Regions from separate parts of the Danio rerio genome. Here region 2 is linked to region 1. A link is a contact called in public Hi-C data. All regions are on one chromosome and are shown on one strand. The core of a region is the stretch at or near the end of the contact, and the rest is flanking DNA. Distances in the headings are between cores, read along the strand shown. Region 1 overlaps trioa (trio Rho guanine nucleotide exchange factor a). Region 2 holds the start of si:ch211-13c6.2.

Region 1 (6,577 bases), core at 1,457-3,956:
CAAAAATGAAAATTTTGAACAGAATCTGAACATTCAGTGTACATTTGGCTGTAAGCTGAATACCAAAATAATTGCATGGTTATATATTTTCACTTTTGGCCAAAAAAATGAACAATAATGCAAACAGATGTAATTGCTATCCAAGAAATCCCTAAATAAAATGGCAATCCAACATTTTTGTCAATATTTCTCACCCTTATTGTGCATTTTGCCATTGAATGCTCTTTATCATCATCCAGCCAACATTCAGTGAGATAACAGCAATTAAGAAAGCATCTGCTTATTAGAAGTATCCATATCTACAATATAACAAGCAAAATCAGTTCTAGTGTTGAAGAAAAAAAAAAATCTAGCCTCAGAGCCACCTGCCTATTATATATATATATATATATATATATATATATATATATATATATATATATATATATATATATATATATATATATAAATATAAATATATATATATATATATATATATATATATATATATATTTTTTTTTTTTTTTTTTTTTTTTTTGAATATGCAAAAATCATACAAATACAAGAAAACATCAACAGATATCAAATACAAAGCAACAAAACAAAAACAAAACAAAAACATCAACAATATAGTCAGGTACTGGTATGTGCGTGAGTGTGTGCGTGTGAGTGTGTGTATGCATGTAAAGGTAACTTGGTGGACAGGTCAGAGTACATACATAAGGAACAATAACAGTCAATAAATGAAGCAAGTGTCACAGATATAGATAAAACATATAGAAAGAAACCAGTCAGAGGTAGGGAGTAACAACAATGCTTATTAATGTATGATAGTAAATATGAGAGTAAAAAGAGAGAAAGGACAACAGTAATAACTGACAACAATAATAATAAATCACAAGTGCTACACCAACTACTACTACAGAAAGTTTCTTATATTACAACTACTACTGCTTCTACTACAGCTACAACCACGACTACTACTACTAAAGTGTCTACTAATACTGATACTACTACAACGACTACCACTACAATGTCTACTGCGACTACTACTACTACTACTACAATCACTTCTACTACATCTACATCAACAACATCTACTACTGATATTACTACCAACAACGACTACTACTACTACTGTAACTACCACACCATTACTACTTCTGCTACTACTATACCAATGACATCTACTACTACATGAACTACAACTTCTATAATCTCCGTAACAATTACTCAATAACAATCGATACTATTACAATGACTACTACTTCATCTACTACTACTACTACTACAACTACTACCGTTACAACTACAACAACTTCAACCTTACTAATGATAATGGTGTAAATACTTGTAATAATGATAATGAAAAGATAACAGGACAAGTCAGAACAGTAATAATAATAATGATAACAAAAAATAAAAGTAATACCATTTATGACAAAGATGTCGAGGAAAGGGGAGGATGGGAAATCAGGGAGAGGACAAGTAATAATAATAATAATAATAATAATAATAATAATAATAATAACAATAATAATAATAATAAATAATAATAATAGTAGTAAGTAGTAAGTAGAAGGGGAAAGAGAGGAAAAGAGAAAATAAACTAATAATAATAAACAAAAATTAATAAAATAATTAATTAATAAATAATTAATAATTAAACTGCCTATTATATTTATATACACTAGGGGTGTCCAAACTTGGTCCTGGAGGGACGGTGTCCTGCATAGTTTAGTTCCAACTTCCTTCAACACACCTCCTTGGAAGTTTCTTGTATACCTAGAAAGAGCTTGATTAGCTTGTTCAGGTGTGTTTAATTAGGGTTGGAACTAAAATATGCAGGACACCGACCCTCCAGGACCAAGTTTGAACACCCCTCATATACACAGTGTATACTTTTGCCAGAGTTAAATTTTCATAGAAGCAGTTTACTTTTGATCTCCTGATTCAATCTCCAAACAGAGTGTTTTGGTCACTAACTCATTCTTCTATTGGGCTTTAAGTATGTTAGAATCTTGAAACGGGTCTCTTGAAAGCTGACGTGTGTGTGTGTGCTGTAGGTTTGCAGTGTTCTGGAGAGTCTGGAGCAGGAGTACAAGCGTGAGGAGGACTGGTGCGGAGGAGCTGACAAACTGGGACCCAACTGTGAATCGGACCACGTCACACCCATGATCAGCAAACACCTGGAGCAGAAAGAGGCTTTCCTCAAGGTAACCCATCCAAAGCCAGAACACACACCGTCTGTTGTGACCGTGTGGGCTAATATGTCCGTCTCTGTTTCAGGCCTGCACGTTGGCCAGGCGTAATGCAGACGTCTTCCTCAAATACATGCACAGGAACAGCGTCAGCATGCCCGGGATGTTGAGTCACGTCAAAGCTCCAGAGCAGCAGGTCAAAAGTGAGTCACGGACCACAACTCTACATCTCAAGAGACACCTGACTATATATATATATAAATATACATATAAATTGGGGATAAAAAATATACAGCAGGGCTAATAATTCTGACTTCAACTCTATAATAAACACAGAGCTCCTTGAATGTCCAAGTAGTATTTAACGTCCTGTTCCTCATCTCAAAGCACAAGTCTGCATCTGCTGCCGCTTCGCATGTTCTGCTCTTATTTACCAGTCCTCTCCTCTGCTGAGAACACAGTCTGTCGTCCCCCGTGGGGCTTTCATGATGGTTCGCTCTAAAATGGCTTTGTTGCTCCATCTAGTGGCTGATCTGTGCTCTGCGTCCTCATGACTTTCAGCTCTGGCCCACTTTTGCCTGCTTTAGCCCAGTTTAGGATGTGTGCGCATTGTGGATGGGGCTCTGTTCTGTTCAGCTTGTGCCGACAATGACTCAGATATGGAAAGTGTAAATGGGTCAGGCCTCGAAAATGGCTGATAGTAGTTCTCCATTGGGATGCTATACCTTCATGCTACACACACACACACACACACACACAGATGTATGTTACATCTATGGAGGTTTTATTTAATAATCATTATAATAATGGTGATGATTGGGTTTTTGTACCATTAAAGTAATAATTAATAAATGTATAGCTTTGTAGTAATTTTTATTTTATATTTAAATAATGTTTAAAATGTCATGATCTTGTAAGATATAATTTTTTTTATTCAATTTATTATTATTATTATTATTAATGTTATTATTATCTGCCATAAAAGTATGTATAATTTATTATAAAATATTTTGTTTTCATTATTTTATTATATATATATATATATATATATATATATATATATATATATATATATATATATATATATATATATATATATATATTTATTTATATATATATATATATATATATATATATATGTATAATTATAATTATTTATAATTAAATAAAATTTAATTAATTATTTATTAATTATAAAATTTATAATTTTATTTATCTGAATAAATGAATAATTAATTAATTAAAATGAATAATTTTATTATATATTAGCATTTTTATCAGGGATTATTGTTTATTTTTATTTATTAAAAGAGATGACTAAGTAATTCGTTTCTTACATCACTGCAGATCAGGCAAAAGTCAGCAGTTAATAGTCTAAATAGTATTTAAGTCAGTATTTAATATATCTTGCCTTCAGAGCCATTAAAACTTGATAGATAGATAGATAGATAGATAGATAGATAGATAGATAGATAGATAGATAGATAGATAGATAGATAGATAGATAGATAGATAGATAGATAGATAGATAGATAGATAGATAGACGGATGGATGGATGGATGGATGGATGGATGGATGGATGGATGGATAGATAGATAGATAGATAGATAGATAGATACAGAGACATCTGATTAATTCATTAACAATCTGCATTTTTTAAGTTTTTTACTTATGTATTTTTAATAATACACAATAATTAAGATATTAATAATAAGGTATTTTCGTATGTTTGTCTAGAGTAGATCTCTGCTGACCATGGCTAAGGTTCATATCATATGTGATGTTTGTAGATATCCTGAATGAGCTGCTGCAGAGGGAGAACCGCGTGCTGCACTTCTGGACTATGAGAAAGAGGAGGCTGGACCAGTGTCAGCAATACGTGGTGTTTGAACGCAGCGCCAAACAGGTTTGACTTACTTCTTCATTCAGATTATTAAGTTTCTGCTGCACACCTCTTATTAAACGGCACAGAGACATAATTTATTTACAGAAACTCTACCATTTTCAACTGATTTAAATTGATTGTTTTTATTCTCTTTGTGTGCGCGAGTCTTCATATGCCATAGCAATGTGTTTTTATGGGTATCTTCTGTTTTTGCACAGTCATGCTAATGACAAAAGAAATCAAACACTGATTTTAAGATTAGCATAAACTGCACAGGAATACCTCTCATTTTTAAAGTTTTATATATGTGCATTTATTTTTCAAATTAGCTCATTTTTACATTTATTTATTATTTTTTTAAGCTTTTGATGTTTTTTGTTTTTTTTATTTATTTATTTTTTATCTTTATTTTTTGTTGATTTTATTTATTTATTTTTAGCCTTTGTTTTTTGTTGATTTCTTTTTTAAAGTGTGTTTTGTTGTTGGTGGTGCTTTTAATGTTTTTATTTTAATTTCTTTATTTTTAGTCTTTGTTTTTTGTTGATTTTTATGTGTATTTTGTTTGTTTATGCTTTTATTTTATTTTCTTTATTTGTTTTATTTTTGGTCTTTATTTTTCGTTGATTATATTTATTTATTATTTGTTGATGTTCATGTTCATCTATTTTTTTTTTTTTTGAAAACCAAAAAGCAAACAAACCAAATGTTGAAATGTATAAATCTATCCAAAATCTACACCAAGACAAAAATAATTAACTATTAAAAGTCATAAAAAGAAGTTCAAGTTTACCTTTTTTAATTTAATTTTTTAATTTTTTGATGCATGTTAGTGCAAAAGTAGTTGAAAGCAGAAATTTTAATCCATTCATTTTATTTATATTATTCATATTTTGTTTTTTGTTTTTTTGTGTAATGTTTAGATTTGTGAGAATTAGTCCTTGTTTTAGTTTGTTTGTTTGTTTGTTTTTGGAAAGATTAAAACATTTAATTTATTGATTGTTCTGATTGTTGTGGAATTTGGTATGTGAAAAATTAATATTGACAAAAAATAATGCCTATTTATTTAAGATATATGTAGATATGTTTAGCTGCTTTAAAATCTTCTTCTTCTTCTTCTTCTTCTTCTTCTTATTATTATTATTATTATTATTATTATTATTAATATTATTATTTGTATCTTTTTAGCATTTAGCATCAATTACCCTTGACACATGTGAAGAATGCTTATTTGAGGTGTGTTTTCATCTCTCTGCTCAGGCTCTGGAGTGGATCCACGACACTGGCGAGTTTTATCTGTCCACACACACGTCCACCGGCTCCAGCATACACCACACACAGGAGCTGCTGAAGGAGCACGAGGACTTCCACATCACAGCCAAGGTACCACTGCATGCATTATGACTTCCAGTGCCACTCTCACACTAATAAAACTCTCAAACTCATTTAGTTTTGCCCCAATCCCGCATGCAAAAGCATCTTCATCACCAAATCTCTTTCTCTTCCTCTTCCTCTTCCTCAGCAAACCAAAGAACGGGTGAAGCTGCTGATCCAGCTGGCAGATGGTTTCTGTGATAAGGGTCACTCTCACGCCGCTGAGATTAAGAAATGGGTGACAGCGGTGGACAAACGCTATCGAGATTTCTCGCTCCGCATGGACAAGTACCGCACATCTCTGGAGAAAGCACTCGGCATCTCCTCAGACTCCAATAAAGCTGTATGTGTTTCTCTGCTCGTGTTGGTCTATGTATGAGTGCATATGGTGAGATGAACATAAGCTAGCTGAATTATAGGGGTCATAAATTTACTTTGAAGCAAACACTGAGCTGATTATATGGGGGACACAAAAAAAATATATCGCCATATTTCACCCAAAATTCAAATTTGTGCACCTTTTTATATATATATTTTATATATATATATATATATATAAATAAATATATATATATATATATATATATATATATATATATATATATATATATATATATATATATATATTTTTTTTTTTTTTTTTTTTTTTGATATGTTTATATTTAGCAAGTTATTACGCAACACAGTTTTCTAAAAAAAAAACGAAACAATATATTATGTATTGAAAAAATGATGTATTTGTTTAAATTTAACAAGTTATTTAAAATTTTAATTACATTTATCAAATTATTACACAACAGTTTTTTTGAAAAACATTTTTTTTATTAGTTAATATATAACGGATGAATACGCACCGGTTTTCTCCCTAAATTAAATGTCATTTTATTTATTTTTGTTGTTATTTAAATTTTTAATGTAACAAATTAACACCGTTTTCTCCAAGAGCGTTTTTTATTAAAATAAAAATAATTATTGACCAAAAATTGTATTTGTTTTAATTTAACAAAGAATTTTCCAGAAGCAAGTTTTATTTATTTAATTTTGTTTAAATGTAGGAATGGAGAAAACTGTGTTGCATAATCAAAAACAATTTTTTTATTTTATCATTTTATTTTATTAATGTAACAATTTTTTTTTACA
Region 2 (6,623 bases), core at 2,293-4,792, 150 kb before region 1:
TTTCCTTTTGTGCATAAAAAGTAAGCCATACACCAGTCATGTTTTTGGCCAGTCGATCAGTCTGGAACAGCTTTTGTCAAAGCTTTCTTGTGAAGGAACGTTGTATTGTTGCCCAACCAACAACCATACACAATGTCACCTGTCAAACTACAGCTCATTGTAGTGTCCATGGAGTAGTGTGACGATGCTCTGACGAGTTCTCTTGGATTTTCTCAGATACGCAGAAGTGAACAGGAGTGTCCATCTCTTCTGAAGACTGATGGTCCATGTGATTAAAACCGCTGCTAAGGCAAAGTAGTAGACCATTAAAATGGTCTATGAAGCGTATTTGGTCCTCAAAATGAAATGCGACTGGCATCTCAAAGGAATTGTAGTAAAGATGTAGACAGAAATGTCATCGATCAAACCCCAAAATGCTTCAAAAATCTAATGTTAATCTGCTTAAAAGCAGAATGGAAAGAATGGAAAAGGTAAAAATAGCTTTTGTGATTGGTAAAGGAATGCAGAAATAACCTGTATAGAAGGTTATAACCTGCGTATATAGACTCCAAGATGTTGAAAATAAACATTGGTGATCACTGGTTGATTTGTCATAAGACCTGAACTTGAAGAAGCAGAAAAGTGAATTAAACAGAATCAAAATATTGTCAAATAGACTTAATCTTACTTTATTTATAAAGCACAGTATAACAACAGTTGTTGACCATTGTGCTGTACATAAATTGTGACAAAAATTAGCATATGTTATCCAATAAATAACAGTTAAAAGGTATTTATAATAACAATTATCTACAAATAACCAATTACTTAAAGGGGATTGTTCAACCAAAACAATTGTTTGGTTGAATTATTTACTGTCACTCAACAGATTCTACAGTTTTTATGAGTCTCTTTTCTTCTGTTGAACACAAAACAAGATATTCAGAAGAATATTTGGAAAAAACAGCCATTGTAATCTGTAGTAGGAAATAGAGCTGCACGATAATGGAAAAATCTGATATTTTATATATTTTATTTTTCTGCAATAAATATTGTGATATGAATACAGTTTCACAGGATGGTTTGAATAGCACGATTTTATGTTTTATTGGGGAGTCTAACATAATTCAGGTACAGAAATTGAATAACCACAATGCACAAAATGCGTTTCTTACTTTTTCTGTCTCTTTTTTTTTAGTCCAAATATCAAAAAATTCTTAGATCAAGTAAAAATATTGTTTTGGTTTCACCGTCAAAAAAAACTAGTAAAAATTAAAGTGTTTTTCCCTTAAAACAAGCTAAATTATTTGCCATTGGGGTAAGTAAAATAATCTTGTTTTTGCTTTGAACTTTTGCTATTTGGACTAGAAACAAGACAAAAAGAAAGATTTTTTTGTTGCATAAATTATATAAATTCCAAATAAATACAGTGATTAAATACAGGGTTTCAGCAAGTTAAATTTAAGACTTTTAAAGAAATTTTTAAGACCATTATGAATTACATTTTAGACTCATAAAGGGCTAAACGCTAAGGATTTTTTTTAACGGCCAAGTTGGAAAAGATTTTTAATTTAGTTTTTTAAAAATATAATTTAATAAAACAATAATAGTAATAATTTAAAAAATATATATAGTCTAGCTAATTCTAAGCAAAAGGTTTTTAATATTGTGTCAAAAGAAGCAAGCTCTAATTGTATACATACACTTTTTTTTCAACATAACCTTTTTTTTAATTAATTATTTAAAGGTTTTGAAAACTATATTAAACTGAATGTATGCACAACAGTCTGTCCATGACAGCTTAAATACACGCAGTAAATACATGGAGAACTTAAAAAAAACTGTTATTGTAAGGAATTAATTAAACCATTATGGTAAACAGAGTTAAAAATGACATTCTTAAATACAAAGTTTTGAGATGGATTGTTGGTGTTTGGATAGGTGTTGGCCAGATTGTGTAGCTATACAGGAACAAATGAAAATTAAGACCCGCTTAAAAAAAGATTTAAGACCTTCAACACAATACTTCAGTAAATTTAAGACCTTTTAAGGCCTAAAAAAAGTTTTTGCGATTTAAGACTTTTTAAACCACGCGGATACCCTCTAAATACAAATATGTAGCTTCTAGTCAACTATTATCCAGACTCAACATTGCATATCTTTGCAATCTGACTATTGCGGATGCTCACATTGCGATGTCGACGCTAAAACGATATATTCTGCAGCCCTAGTAGGAAATAAAAATAACTACAGAAGTCAAAGCTGTTTTTTCCTCACAACATTCTTCAGTATATGTTGCTTTGTATTCAACAGAAGAAAAAAAAAACTCAAACAGGTTTAGAAAAAGTGTAAATGATGATGACAGAATTTTCATTTTTGGCTAAACTATCTCTTTAATCAAGAAATACACATCAGTAAAAGACGAGATGTCCCATTTACGTGTATGCATCAAACTGAACTTACAAAGTGTCTGATGTTTCAGATAAGTTTTATGAATATAAAAACTCCAAACTAATATGAAAACAGATATATTTTTTTGTAAAAAAAAACAACACTTAATAAACATTTTGCTAATAGGTGAGACCTTGTGTTTTGAAGGATAGTAGCAATGTAAAAAGCTTCAAAATTACAATTAATTATTAATTTTTGCAATTGTTATTATAGATTATTCTAAATATACCTTACAAGACTGTTTAGTAGTATTTAAATACACAACATTATTGTTTTGATACTTGACAAACCTCTCTCCTTTAAATCATAAATATCATTTAACTACTGGAAATTAATTATGAAATAAATAGTACTGAGAAATGCAATTTATATTTATAAAAAACAACTTTCAAATTTTACATAAATTAAAATTTTAAATATTACAGTATATTTTAATATTTAATCTACCCATTCCAGTGTTTTGATTCTTTAGAAATCTAATAAGCTGAATTAACGCTTAAATATTAGTGAGTATTATTATTTTTAAATATCCTTATTTATATTCTGTCTCTGCTTACCTTTAAGTGTTGCATTGATGTCACGTGGATTTTGTAATTGGTGTCCCCCCTTATTTTTTTCTCGCAGATCTAAGGATCAAAGATAGAAATATAAATTAGTCACACACATTTAGGCCATTGCCTTTATATTACTTTATAACAAACAGGGAGAATATGAGCATCCGAATTAAAATAAACAGGATTCACCATGCAGTCAATGAAAGAGTTGGCCTGGTCGTCGTCGTACACTGTCAGTAAATCAGTCATCTTTGCAAACTAAAAGAAAACAGATTGTTTCAATTTAGTTATGTATATATGTTGTGCATTAAACCAAACTAAACCAAAGCAATGCGCAAATGTAGCATACTTAGCATATCATGACAATCTAACGTTACGTAATAAATCATTTTCGACATACCTACTATTACGCCTGTCCGCAACGTCGAATAAGCTGTATTTTAGCGAATTAACACTTTAATGCTGCTGATATTAATATATTTTACTTGATAATGCAAAAAACGATGACAATAACAACAACAAATTGGTGAAACGTAATTTTTAGGTTAGGCCGCTCTCGTCTTCGGCTTCTTCTGTGTTAAAATTCTCTTGCTACAAAAAGGTTTGTACCACCTAGTGGTTCGGCGAAAACAAAATAAATTGAATAATATAGAAATAAGTACCGTTTAGTAGTTCACAAGCTGACGTTTGTTGGTTATGTAAAATGTTAAGTCACCATTTAATGTATATCTAGGACACAATTTATGACTGTTTTCTCTCTATTATATTTCATTTAAATAAGTATTTAACTTTCCCTGTGATGGGTTGCAGCTGGAAGGTCATCCGCTGCGAAAAACCGCTGGTAAGTTGGCGGTTCATTCCGCTGTGGCAACCCCTGATTAATAAAGGGACAAAGCCAAAAAGAAAATGAATAAATGAATGAATGAATGAATGAATGAATGAATGAATGAATATTTAACTTCTGTATGATGGTGATTGTGATTTTCCCAAGTAGAATGCAATACTGGATTAACAACTATGTTGATCCCTGAACATCAGTCTTGTGCAAAAATGTAATATAACCCCTAACTTGAAATTATTTTGAAATGAGAGGGGATTAACAGGTGGATAGCATTGATGCAGAAGCACAAACCCCTAACTGTAAGCCTAAAGTTATCCCTGAAATCTGATTGAAACGTTGTTTCATTCATTGTCAAAATAGATGTTTATCCAGGAATATGGCCTACTTTGTGAAATCACACTAGCCTGAAATGCAGAAGCATGCACTTTCCTTCAAACAGGCCACTGAGTAGAATGTCAGCCAGTGCACTCACAGTTTTACCCGCCAGATGTCAGTGTGATTCAACAATTGTGGGATAAATTACATAAATTCTACTGAAAAACAGAAGCATATCATGATCTAACTTTTCACCTGAAATATATATATATATACATCCAGTTGAAGTCAGATTTATTAGCCCCCTGTTTATTTTTTCCCCAATTTCAGTTTAATGGAGAGACTTTTTTTTAAACACATTTCTAAACATAATAGTTTTGATAACTCATTTCTAATAACTGATTTATTTAATCTCTGCCATGATGACAGTAAATAATATTTGACTAAATATGTTTTAAGATACTTCTATACAGCTTAAAGTGACATTTAAAGGTTTAATTTAAATTGGTTAACTAGGCAAGTTAGGGTAAAAAAATACAGCTTAAATGGGCTAATAATTTTGACCAATAATTTCAACTAAAAATTATTTTTTATTATTAAAAACTACTTTTATTCTAGCTGAAAAACAACAAATAAGACTTTCTCCAGAAGAAAAAATATTATCAGACATACTGTGAAAATGTCCTTGCTCTGTTAAACATCATTTGAGGGGGGGCTAATAATTCTGATTTCAACTATATATATATATATATATCCATATGATATGTATGCTGGATAAGTTGGTGGTTCACTCCGCTGTTGGGTATGGAGCATAAAACCTGCAAAAACAATAAATAAATAAATATGCAAATAAATAAATTAATAAATACACAAATTCCTGCATAAATAAAACTATACATGAATAAATACACATTAAATAAATAAATGTATATATAAATCTTCCAATGCAGTTTGTTCTAATACACCCATTTATATATCCACAAGTAAAAAGTCAGGAAGATTTCTGACAAATTGTATTATTTAAACATAATAATAATGAAAAATAATAATAAACGCATAAGCCACCTATAATTATTATGATAAAATTATATATATATATATATATATATATATATATATATATATATATATTTATATATATATATATATATATAATTAATTAATAATAATTAATATTATTATTTTATTATTTACTATATAATAAATTATAATAATGATAAATATAATAATTATTATTATTCGAGTATTAGATTTTATATATTATATTTATTATATTATATATTAGATTTTTTATATATTATATTATAATAATATATATTTGTTATTTTATTATTAGTAGTAGTATTATCTAATATATATGTAGATATGTAGATTGTATGCAATTCAATTTAAAAATAATTTAGTTAAGGTCACTAGAACAGGTAAAAAGCTGGAAAGAGTGTTATTCAGCGGTGATCTCCCGCCCCCTGCCGTCTCTCCGCTCCGCACGGGAGAACCGACCGCCGGCCGGCGCTGTTAATGTGTGTTATAACCAAGATGGAGGAGGTTTTGTGATGTTCCCCAGCAGCACTCAGAAGTGATCCTTTTCCCGTCCGTGTCAGATCAGTGCTCAGACACAGAGGCGGAGGACGCCTTTTCCAAATCCTTCTGTCTGTGGGGGAATAAAACAGCAACTTTAGATTTGGATAGTAGTTTTTTTGTGTGTTTTTTCGTCAGCCATGAGCTCGGGGGAAGGGGCCGAGGAGGCGGCTAAGGACGCGGCCGATATAGCGACATTCTTCAAATCTGGTAAGCCCGACAATTCGCCCGAAAGCTCTGATTGAATGGCGCGAGGCTCCGGGACATTGTTCGTGCACTGGGTGGGTGGGGAAGGCTGTCTAGATCATGGAAATTAGCAGTGACTACTGTTGAATATAATGCTTTAAGTGCAAGAATCCACTTCATTGTTGGTCTGATTACCTGCGTTTGGATGAAAATGTGGTTTATTACAGCATAGCTGGAGAAATTTCAGTTGGTTTTGTCGTTAGCATGTGTGAGCCACTGATGCTAGCTGGGGAAATATTTTAGCAGGAATTTTTAAAACAAAAATCACTTTAACTTATAGATTTTTAACAGTTTGCCCCGTAAGAGATAATGCTAAATATAATTGGGTCAATCGTGCAACTTATTGATGAAGAAGAGCCTGTAGCTAGAAATGTAAGGTTGGGCAGAGCTTGTGCAGGCCACGTTATGAATAAATAAGTAAAACCCACACACACACACACACACACAATTTACTTATAAAACCCTTGTGGAAATAATCCATCTTTAGCATTATTATCACAACGGTGTTAACGTTATCTTGATTTGGAGACAGCTTTAAGAAATTAGGTAATTTTTAAAAGTGTCATCTTATCTGTGCTACTTATTGCTGATGTATCACCGATAGCATGTGAATAAAATGTTATTTTCCAGCATAAAAGTCATAGAGTTAATAGTAAATG

Evidence for each region. Hi-C and Micro-C count contacts between places; a contact is called where the count stands out from the background.
Region 2: a Hi-C map of hematopoietic stem cells shows a contact between it and region 1, with 6 times the contacts expected there. The contact joins the promoter of si:ch211-13c6.2 here to the enhancer-like site in region 1. A contact is called at or near these places in 6 of 18 Hi-C or Micro-C datasets (caudal fin, embryo, hematopoietic stem cells and 1 more) and 4 of 4 datasets of contacts at active chromatin or transcription factors (caudal fin, embryo, gastrula embryo and 1 more).

The regions. Positions count from the first base shown.
Region 1 is chr19:44,696,095-44,702,671 of GRCz12tu, reverse strand. trioa (trio Rho guanine nucleotide exchange factor a) reads left to right here. Exons shown (of 57, transcript NM_001104526.1): 18 at 2,046-2,195; 19 at 2,269-2,383; 20 at 3,972-4,087; 21 at 5,324-5,446; 22 at 5,586-5,780. Among named protein-coding and RNA genes, the nearest start is that of trioa, 90 kb to the left of the region's middle. Within about 2 kb of position 2,706, at least 3 of the 62 cell types and tissues checked have an H3K27ac peak or open chromatin away from gene starts, as enhancers often do.
Region 2 is chr19:44,842,953-44,849,575 of GRCz12tu, reverse strand. It overlaps si:ch211-13c6.2, which reads right to left and starts at 3,542. Exons shown (of 14, transcript NM_001430907.1): 1 at 3,385-3,542; 2 at 3,174-3,242; 3 at 2,988-3,056. The coding sequence starts at 3,233. It also overlaps a transcript of trioa not described here.